3 separate regions of the Sus scrofa genome follow, and regions 2 and 3 are each linked to region 1. The links are chromatin contacts, called in public HiChIP or PLAC-seq maps. All regions are on one chromosome and are shown on one strand. The core of a region is the stretch at or near the end of the contact, and the rest is flanking DNA. Distances in the headings are between cores, read along the strand shown. Region 1 overlaps ITPR1 (inositol 1,4,5-trisphosphate receptor type 1). Region 2 has its middle 44 kb from the start of BHLHE40. Region 3 has its middle 42 kb from the start of ARL8B.

Evidence for each region. HiChIP or PLAC-seq counts read pairs in DNA pulled down with a chosen protein or histone mark.
Region 2: a contact with region 1 is called in an H3K27ac HiChIP or PLAC-seq map of skeletal muscle. The contact joins two enhancer-like sites. A contact is called at or near these places in 1 of 5 promoter capture datasets (liver), 32 of 47 Hi-C or Micro-C datasets (adipose tissue, alveolar macrophages, blood and 16 more) and 2 of 2 datasets of contacts at active chromatin or transcription factors (alveolar macrophages and skeletal muscle).
Region 3: an H3K27ac HiChIP or PLAC-seq map of alveolar macrophages shows a contact between it and region 1, with 6 times the contacts expected there. The contact joins two enhancer-like sites. A contact is called at or near these places in 8 of 47 Hi-C or Micro-C datasets (alveolar macrophages, blood, embryonic fibroblasts and 2 more) and 2 of 2 datasets of contacts at active chromatin or transcription factors (alveolar macrophages and skeletal muscle).

What each region holds. Positions count from the first base shown.
Region 1 is chr13:61,273,579-61,277,278 of Sscrofa11.1, forward strand. All of the region lies in intron 39 of ITPR1 (inositol 1,4,5-trisphosphate receptor type 1), which reads left to right. Among named protein-coding and RNA genes, the nearest start is that of ITPR1, 210 kb to the left of the region's middle. Within about 2 kb of position 1,978, at least 14 of the 83 cell types and tissues checked have an H3K27ac peak or open chromatin away from gene starts, as enhancers often do. A contact at or near this core is called in alveolar macrophages, liver and skeletal muscle, where this site is marked.
Region 2 is chr13:61,570,625-61,573,854 of Sscrofa11.1, forward strand. No RefSeq gene overlaps it. Among named protein-coding and RNA genes, the nearest start is that of BHLHE40, 44 kb to the left of the region's middle. Within about 2 kb of position 1,832, at least 66 of the 83 cell types and tissues checked have an H3K27ac peak or open chromatin away from gene starts, as enhancers often do. A contact at or near this core is called in alveolar macrophages, liver and skeletal muscle, where this site is marked.
Region 3 is chr13:61,596,979-61,600,418 of Sscrofa11.1, forward strand. No RefSeq gene overlaps it. Among named protein-coding and RNA genes, the nearest start is that of ARL8B, 42 kb to the right of the region's middle. Within about 2 kb of position 1,348, at least 4 of the 83 cell types and tissues checked have an H3K27ac peak or open chromatin away from gene starts, as enhancers often do. A contact at or near this core is called in alveolar macrophages, where this site is marked.

The DNA of each region.
Region 1 (3,700 bases), core at 728-3,227:
AGAATGCAAATGCCTCTTGTGTATCAAAGTTGGTGTTTCTGAATTTGGGGGTCCAGTTATGCATACCTATGGGTTTACTTGCTTCTTTCTGGTGAGATGTTGCACAGACCTTCCAGTATGTAATGAAACTGCCTCCACTTCTAACTGGAATTAAGGCAGCAACTATGTCACCTTTTCTAATTGGGTTGTGAAATGGTCCATTCCTGGGGCAAGAGACTTTTCAGCACATGCTGTGAATAAAACTGTACAGAAAACACCCCTCACACCCCTGATTTTGGACCAGGTGGGATAAAAACAGCCCCATTGCTCTTCCTTTCTGCTGCCAGCAAAACAAAACAAAACAGAACAAAAACATGGACTTGAGTTTAAATCTCACCAGTCTTCATATGAAGGTAATACTCTTCACCAATTGTCTTTAAACAATTTTTATCAGCATGTTCCCAGTAGGTAAATATACTGATATCATTGACTTACCAAAATACCCAGTAACACATTTATTCATCTTTGTGAAGAAGCCTTAATAATTAAATCACAGCCTTCCTTGTCAAAAGGAATAGTGACAACCAGAATTATAAAAGCCTGTCAGAATCTTGCTTTCTAACCTAAGCAAGATGTATCATTAATATTAGAGCAATTTAACATGTGAGTCTTTGAATAAGAAAAAAATAAAGCAGAAAGGTACACAGACTTTTTTGCAGTATACACTCCCCCACTGCCCCCAGGGCACAAAGCTTTTAAATGTTGCTTTAAATTGGTAAAAATAAATTTAAGTTAAAACTTGAATAAATGTTGTTTATTTCAAAAGAAGTGTTGATAACTCAGGAGGAATTTTGTGGAGGAAACTGGACAGAAAAGAGTTTATAAACATAAATAATAAAAGCAAAGAAGTGGGGTACAAGTGGGAAGTAATATGACTGGCCTCACAACACCTGTGAAGGCACCTAGGTAGGTCTTAAAAAAAAAAAAAGGTGAGAGGGGAGCATAAGAGAGAATATACTTGTCAGATAAGTGAATAATAACCATTTATTCCACAAGATCTTTCTTTTTCTTAAAGTGAAGTTTAAGAAATGTTTAAGGGAGTTCTCTCTGTGGTGCAGTGGGTTAAGGATCTGGCGTTACTGCACCTGTGGTGTAGGTCGCAGTTTCAGCTTGGATTCGATTCCTGGGAACTTCAATATGCTGTGAGTGTGGCCAAAAAGAAAAACAAAGTTTAAAAAACATGATCCTAGTTTTAGAAATTCACTCTCCATAATAAGATAAAACCCACTAGGAGCCCTAACCAGCTGTGAATATATTTGCACTTTGGGGCATGAAACTTGATTTTTAAAATGCGGAGGCCACAATTTTCTCTTCTTGTGAGAATATCTGTTGCTTTCTATAACCGACATATTTAAGGAACACTTTGTGTCTCCACTCCAGTGAGTTTTGCACATTGCGATTATACTTTCATTTCTCTTAAGTTTTCTTTGTATGACATGGAAAGTGGAAGTACCAGGAGTTGGCTGAGTCTCTGTGGTTCGGCAGAAAAGCATAGCAGGGTCTTTGGGGCCCTGTAGAAGGTGCTCTCTGCTGCCTCTCCCTGCCTATCGGGCAGGGAGGACACTGCTTTAGCTCCTGGCAGGTGGCGGATCTGAGATGTTGTCACATTGCCTGTGAGAAGGCTCATGGAGAGGGCCAGGGCAGTAGAGGGCAGCAGGTGGAGGTCACTATCAAAGAGTTACCAGAGTTTAGAGGAGGTTCTTAAGCTGTAGCTCAGATCCCTTTTCAGCTGGTAAAGAAATTGGTCCCACAGAGCAGATAGAGGGTAGGAGGCAAGATGACATTTCTTTCCAGTCTGGTTGGTGCCACCATTCCATCCCCTTTGTGAAAGTGAAAATATGCTAAGCAAGTGTGGGAAATGCCACGCAACCGAGGAAGACAGTCTAGAAACCTGGGTTAGTCAGGAGGTCCAGCACCTCCTGGCACTTACATGTGATGCTTCTGGCCCTGCACTCTGGCTGCTGGAAAAGGCTACTTAACCATTCACTGTAGAAGGCAGTGGGGGGCACTAAATGATTTCTGTTCCTTCCAGTTTGGTTATTGGTATAACTTTGTCCCATCTCATTAAGGCTTTTGGATAATGCCTTTGATAATCTCTTGACTGCCCCTGTTTGACTGAAAAAGGAGCGGGGATAGGCCTACTCCTTCAAGGGTGAAATGAACCCAGAGCCAAAGCACTAACCTTTCTTGGGCAAACCAGTGGGTATTAGTCAATCAAGTACATGATGTGTTCTTTGAACTGGGTTCTCAGGACACAAGGGCAGGTGTTACTGCCATGCTGTCTCCCTGGCTCAGTTTTCCTATTTGTTGCCCCTTACATGGAGCTTGTCCCATGACTCATACCCTGCTGGGATATCCAGGGTTGCTCTGTTGCCCTGCCCTCTCCTGAGTCTTCAGGGTGGTTGGATCTGGTCCACTGGGCACTGGCATCACCTGTGGTTTGTGTCAGGCCCTGGAGGAACGAGTCAGATCCGTGAAAAGCCAGTGGTCAGTCCACTTGTCTTGGTCCACTGCCTAAGAAAAAGAGAGAACTATGACCTAGGACGGCAAGGTGGGGGCTGGGCAAAGAAGGTCGGCACATAATTCAGTCATGATCATTTAGGAATTAAAGACATCTTTAACTATTGTGTCCCTTAAATACAATGAGCCAGCAATATTTACCAAGAGTGGTAAATATTAAAAAATATATATTAGTAAGGTTCACCAAAATAAGTTCCTGTTGTGGCTCAGCAGGTTAAGAACACGACATAGTGTCTGTGAGGATGGGGGTTCGATTCCTGACCTCACTCAGTGGGTTGAGGATCTGGTGTAGGAGGCAGATGGGGCACAGGTACAGATGCAGCTCAGATCTGGTGTTGCTCAGGCTATGGTGTAGGCCTACACCTGCAGCTCCAGTTTTACCCCTAGCCTGGGAACCTCCATATGCCTAAAAAGAAAAAAATAATAAAAATAAAAAATTTTTAAAAATTTAAAAAGGATCAACAAAATAATGTGGAATATAATTTCATGTGATTTTTGTGTCCTTCATAAGCTAATAAACTTATGTATTCAAAGTTAATAAACTTTAAAATCAGGACTTTGCAACCATTCTGTGTGTGTAATGCCTACTAAACTCTGCTTTTAATTTACAGATCAAACCACATTTAAAAAAAAAATAACCACCCATAGCTAAACATCTTTAAAATTTAGCCTGAATCTCCCTATAACTCAGAGAACATCTTCAGGTTCCTAGACCCTGCTTGAAAAGAAAGCGTAGTTATTTTATATATTGGCTGCTCTGTAATCTACTATAGGATTTTTATTAAGCTGTTTTTTATCTAAGTTATTATTCAAAGAGCTTTGCAAAGAAATTCAGACTCCAACAATTAAATATAAATGGATATCTCAGCTTATATAAAAATCTATTTTTCTCATGAATGGTAGTAGCTGTTTTACTACTAGAAAGTTTTTGACCTCAAGTAACATCAGGGTTTTCATTTCATACAAATTATTGGTCCCCTGGTAATTACTAATGCTTCTTTTCTCTAAATGAATAAACTATTGACATTTTCAGCCACCAGTGTTTCTAACAGGAGTTTAGACTTGCAAAATGTAGTAAGTATTAATGAAATGTAAAAAAAAAAGTCATTTGAGGATCATCATTAAACAAGCATTGTGATTA
Region 2 (3,230 bases), core at 582-3,081, 300 kb after region 1:
TGAATTCTAAAATATCCTGCAGAATTGTTCTCACCTTGTTTACAGTATTTGCTTAGCAATGTTTTTTCCCCATGGGGATAAAAGTTACCCTACCCTAGCTTGCTTTAAAATTATAATACATTTTAGATGGAAATGGTCTGAATAAATATGCTTTTCTTGAGGTGTTTGTGTATAGTGCTTTCTCTCCACTCTCTCCAAAGCTGAGTGCAATTGTACTGAATGTCCACTCTGGATCCTCACACGAATTTATTAGTTACCAAGTATTAATCTACCAGCTATGGGACTCGGACAAATTACTTCACCAGTTTGTGCCTCAGTTTCCTCATTTGCAAAGCAGGGTCCAAAGTAATAGAACTGACTTCAGAGAGTTGTTGTACCAAGAGTGGTAATGACTAGTGGGTGCCTGATGTACAGTGGGTATTCAGTGTTAGCTGCATTTGTTATTATTATATAAGCCTTATTCCTTTTTTAGGATTATTTTTGTCCTGACCTTCTCAGTTATTATTCACACAGAATTAAAAATTAAATGCATGGTCTCCGCGCAGTAAAAAAATGCAGTCTTGGTTCCAGAGACTAAAGGTCATACCCACCATTTTAATTCATGGTTCCAGAGGCTGCTTGGTAATGGTTAAGATCTCTGGTTTAGGATTCAGTTCTGATTTTACCCCCTAATCGGTCTCAGATTTACTGGATATTCTGAGTTTTCTTCTCTAGAATGGGACAAGACCTACCTCTTAAGGTTGTGGGAAAGAATAAATGAGTTCACTTCTATGTCTGGTTGAACGTGTTCAACGCCCCACTATTATTATCAACCCCCACTCCCTTAGCCTGGCACAGTCTAGGTGCTCAATTAGCTTGCCAAAGCGAACTAAAACAAACTGCTTCACTGAGGGTAGCTTCAGCCAGAGAATCTTTTGAAGATAATCATTAGAAACTGCTCCTTGAAAGAAAAGAAAAAAAAAAAAAAAAAAAAAAGCAAAAACTTAAAGGACTGAAAAATCAGTTCTGCCTCATACAGGTTGTTTTAGGGCTCCTTTTTGGTCTTCCGATTTCACCCCCCTCCCGCCCCGCGCGCGCCTCCCCGCCCAGGGATGTTTCTAGACACTTGGTGAGAGTGCTTCGAGATCTTGATAATCCTGTAGAATAAGGAAGGTGGCCCTGCAGGGCGCCCCCAGGGGAAAATCCGGGAGGCGCAGCCCTGTCCCCCTGCGCGAGCATCCTAGAGCCAGTGGTTTCCTGAGTGGGCCGTGCTCCGGGTCACTTCTCGAGGGCGGGTTGGCTTCGCCAAGGCTACCAGGATGCTGTCGTCTCCATGACAACGGAGTGCGGGCGAGGAGAGGCAGCAAGCAAGTGGTGTCATCCTCCGAAACCAAAAGCCCCCGCCCCCACGCGGGCCGGCCCCAGGCCGCAGGCGGTGGAATTCTTCTGGGAAGGCGGCTGACGTCGCGGGCGGCCCTGGCCCCAGCCTTGGCAGCGCTGATGCAAGCGCAGCCCCGTGCCTGCAGGCAGGCAGCCCCGGGGGAGAGTTGGCGCTGCGCTCCGTCTTGTTCCCTTCCGGCCACCCCGCCTGGTTTTCCCTGTGCAGAGTCAACAGCTCCTGGGTGCTTTCTCACTGACAGGCCCAGTGGAGGGGGGGGGGGGGGGCGGGGAAATGCCCAAACCAGTTCTCCCCCTCTGCTCTTCCCAGACTTCTCAGGAAAATCCGAGCCTCCCAACCTGGCCACGTTTGGATCAATGGGAAGGGCTCTGGCGGCTCTCAACCGCTCCCCGGAGAGGGCCCAGGTTGCCTGAGATACCTGGTGCCAGATGATGCCAAGTAAACCGCCCGGATCACGAGGGAACCTTGTGTCTCTACACAGCAAGGCGGTAAAGGGCCTCCGGGGTGGAGATGGTGCAGCCAGAGCTGGTCTCCATCGCCCTCTGCTGGGCAGAAGATAAGGTTGCTCTAAAGTTCCCGCTGGGACCTCCCAAAGGGAGGGAGGTGGGTGGTGGAGTGGGGGCTGTAATATTAAGAGTTCACCCTCCTAAAAAAAAAGACAGACCAGGAAACCGAGGCTCAGAGAGGACAAGGGACCTGTCATTTGTTTTGCAGCTCCTTTAGGTCCAAGTCGGAACCAAAAGTCGAATTGACACCCTCATTGAACGATCTCTAGGTTTTGGGGGGTTTTTGGTTTGTTTTCCTCTTTCTAGGGCTGTACCTGTGGCATATGGAAGTTTCCGGACTAGGCAGCTGCCAGCCTGTGCCACAACCACTCAAGATCTGAGCCAAATCTGTGACCTACGTCATAGCTGGGGTCAACACGAAGCCAGGGGTCAAACCCAAAACCTCCTGGATACAAGTCGGGTTCCTAACCTGCTGGGCCATAAGGGGAACTCCCTCTAGGGTTGTTTTAAAGTGAGAAGTCATCCCACTCTTTATCATGGAGATGGCTCTTTACACGCCCCCACACTGTGAGGCCTTTCTCCATTGCTATATCACAACACATCACCAGTTCCAAGTGTGGTCCAGGACCCACCCTCTGTGTGTGGGGGTGGGGTGGGGGAATACCCAAACTCAAAACTATTTTTATAGCAAAACTAGGAGGGTATTTGCCTTTTTCACTATTTCTCTCTTATGTGTGCAGTGGAGTTTTCCAGAGTTCACATGACATATCATGCTCCAAAAGACTGAATGCAGAAGCAGGTATGAGTATCTAGACTTCTTCTATTAAGGCAGACATTTAAAGGGATTTGCAAGCATGTGAACCTATGTCACTCTTCTTATTAATTCTTTTAGTTTTAGAAAATAAGGCTAATGAAATTTTTTAAAAAGAATAAGGAAAGAAAAAATAGAAAATATGACCATTTTAATAAAATATGTTTTATATATAGGTAAGATTTATTTATTTTAATTTTTTTTTTTTTTTTTTTTTTCTTTTTTTAGGGCTGCTCCTGCAGCCTACAGAAGTTCCCAAGCTAGGGGTCTAATTGATGCTGCAGCTGCCGGCCTACACCACAGCTCACGGCAACACCAGATCCTTAACCCACTGAACAAGGCCAGGGATCAAACCTGAGTCCTCATGGGTACTAGTCAGGTTTGTTACCGCCGAGCCACAATGGGAATTTCCAAAGTTTATTATTTTAAGGTGAATTAACAATGTTTGTAAATATTACTAGTTTTCATTTCTGACATGGTAAATACTGATAGATAGAACCCACATAAACAAAGCTGGTTAGGATCCTCACCAGTC
Region 3 (3,440 bases), core at 98-2,597, 320 kb after region 1:
GGCTGTGGCTGTGGCTGGCAGCTATAGCTCCCATTAGACCCCCTAGCTGGGAACCTCCATATGCCATGGGTGTGGCCCTAAAAAAAGACAAAACACACACACACACATAAAAGAACCAAGCCCCCCTTCCTACCTCCACCCAGAAACTGGCTCCTTCATAACAGGGAGAATGGCTGCCTTCCACATGCACCCCTGGTTCCCTTGACTAAAACTGAACTGTGGCTCCTCCATGTGAAGTTCTCCAGGTTCAAAGGGCAGCAGAGCTGGACAGAATCCTGCTCTTGAACAGCTTGCTGGCCACCAAGCAGCCTGCTAAGCATCTTCCCTATGATGTCATCACACCCCTAGAACAACCCTGCATGGTAGGGACTGCTGTTGGTGCCCATTTCACAGATGGCAAAGAGAGGTCAAACCACTGGCCCAAAGTCACACTTCTCAGCAGTGGCAAGGCTGAGATTTGAACCCATCTGTTCCCAGAGCCCAAGTTCTTAGCCAATGCCCTCTGTTCCCTCTATTCAGCTCTCTGTCAATTTCTGGAACTGTCCTTAGACTGTGATCCTCCTACTGGGGTCTTGTCTTGTGGGTGGCCTTGTGGGTGCTCCAGGGCCCATGCTTTCCTGTGGCTTCAGCTCACCTTCTTGTTCTTACATGCAAGGCCTCTCTCTGTTCTGTCATCTGCTGGCTGTGTGCCCTCCTGCCATCAGTAAGGTGTGCTCTCTGGAGCTGGAGTGTCGCCCACTGCCTGAGGTTCAGCCTGTCATTCACAGGGACATATCTCTTCTCTCCAGAGTCACCATCAATTCTTCTCAGGCCCCTCCACTTGCCTGACTGCTGCTTCTCTGACTCCTATTGACCCTCTGACTCCCATCTGGGTGATAGGGTTCAGAGTAGGCCCCTTGGTAACCCAAAGAGTGACCAAAAGACCTGAAATTCTCTTAAGGGTTGTGATGGCAAGGAAGTGTTTCTCAATGGGGATGGCACCATCCTTAGGCGAGGTTTCCTTGTGACATTGCTTTTGGTTTTTACAAGGATTGCAGGGCTGTGGGGGTAGAGATGGGGAAGTCTTGTGGCTTTCTGGCTTTGGGGAGCAGGGTGAGACAGGCCTGTGGGGCAAAGAGTTGTCTTGTGTCCTGTCAGGATTTAAAATGCCCCACAACTGACACAAGTGAGAACTTATTTTTCATTTTCTGAGCATAGATCCTAATTTTTTTTTCCACCAGCCACTGAGCTTCCCAGGAATGCCACTGTTATAAAAATGGAAGGAAGTCTCTAGCACTTTACCAAGAGTACTTTGCCATTTTGGAAAATTATGTCATTAATGGCAGCACCACTCTCAAGATCTGAGTCACCAGAGCCACATAATTGCATCAGTCTTCACTTTTAGCTATTTCATTCATGGAGAGTCTCTGTATGCCTGTCTAGCCCTTATTTGGAAATAGCAAGTATAAGGTAAAAGGGTCAACAATATTCAGTTAAATGTGGTCTAACTCCTCTGAAATCCAGGCATGAAAAGTAAAATTCATGAAAAGTAGGTACAAACATTTGACTACTCACTGATTCTTGAATCAGCTGAGCACTTTCATACTGAAATACATATTATACTTTTTTTTTTTTTTTTTTTGCATTTTTGGGCCACACCCTCAGCATATGGAAGTTCCCAGGCTAGGGGTTGAATGGGAGCTACAGCTGCCGGCCTATGCCACAGCCACAGCAACACCTGATCAGAGCCCTATCTGCAACCTATACCACAGCTCATTGCAACGCCAGATCCTTTAACTCACTGAGCGAGACCAGGGATGGAACCTGAGTACTCACAGATGCTAGTCAGATTTGTTACCACTGAGCCACAGGGGAACTCCCATGACATACATATTATACTGTTGACTGTGTCTTATTTTCCTTTATATGCCAGAACAATATGCTGATTTTTAGAAAAAATTTTTCGTAGGTATATTATACTAGCTGTGAATTTCAGTTCCGGATAGTAAGGGCAGTGTTACAAAAATACTTGTTTTAAGAAAAAGGGGTTGCAATGGAACTATGAACTACAGTTTTAAGAAAATAAGGTTGACTTCTATTTTGGTGCCAAAATTTACACAGCATATAAATGAGAGTCCTAGCCAAGCCTCCCCGGCAAGCAAGGACTTTATCGGCTATTTTTGCTCTAGACTTTCCTATTCCATTCCTCATGTTGAGAATTTTCTAGGGTTCTGTTCTTTGGGGAAGATTTTGATATTTGTAAAGAGTCAACAGTTTTTCAGACCAAATTGACATGACCAAGCTGGGTGATCCAACTAAATAATTTTACAAATATATTTTGGCCCTGCCTGGAGTATTTGGAAGTTCCCCAGCCAGGGAGCAAACCTGCTCCAGAGCAGCAACCCAAGCTGCCACAGTGAGAACTGCGGGATCCTTAACCCGCTGAGCCAAAAGAGAATTCCTGAAAAATGATACTCTTGGCCATGGGCTGTGATATTTGGGGGCAGGGATTTTTATCCATCTTTGCCTCTCTCTCCCAGCACTTAGTACGGGGCAATAGTAGATGCTCAGTATGGAGATGAACTAAATTTTGACAGATAGGTGATGTGCGCTTGGTGTGCATGGTGTCATACTGAATTTAAATAATACAGCAGTGTGTACTATAGCAGAAAATGAAACCTCCTCCTCTGGGTATCAGCGAAAACCTATCAACAAGGATTTGCCACTGCACAATTCAACAGAGTACAGGGGCTATGAACTGCAGGGGGGCGTGTGTTGATACATTCCAGGTGAAACTGAGCCTTGCTGCTTCCAAACTTATCCCCTTAGGAATCCCACTTTGAGAAGAGTTAAGATCGGGTTTTGAAACTTTTCCTCGCCTTACAGTAAACACTGTTAATTTAGTGAGTCTCCCTCTAGACTTAAAAACACAGTCAGGCACTGGCAACTCTATCTAGTCACTTATGATGGAGCATGATAATGTGAGAAAAAAAGAATATATACATGTATGTGTGACTGGGTCACTTTGCTGTACAGTAGAAAATTGACAGAACACTGTAAACCAGCTATAATGGGGAAAAAAATCATTATAAAATTAAAAAAAAAAACAAACCCACACAGGCAGCACTCGTATTGGGGGGTCCACATCTGCGCATTTGACCAGCAGCAGAGCAAATTGAAAGGCGCATGCGTACCCTGCAGACGCAGAGGCCAGACTATGGTGCGCCTGCACTGCGCAGTTTTAAAGGCGGGGATTGAGCATCTGCAGGCTTTGGTGTTCGCCTGGAGCCAGTTCCTCACGGATAGCGAGGCAAGGTGTGCGTGTGTGAGGGAGGTATGTTCAGGTAAGGTCAGAGAAATTTTCATGTACTTCTTCAATTTAAGAAATGAGATTATATCACAATACTGTTCTAAAACACGTGCTTTCCCACTTTCTATATCGCAGCCCGTTTAGAACCACG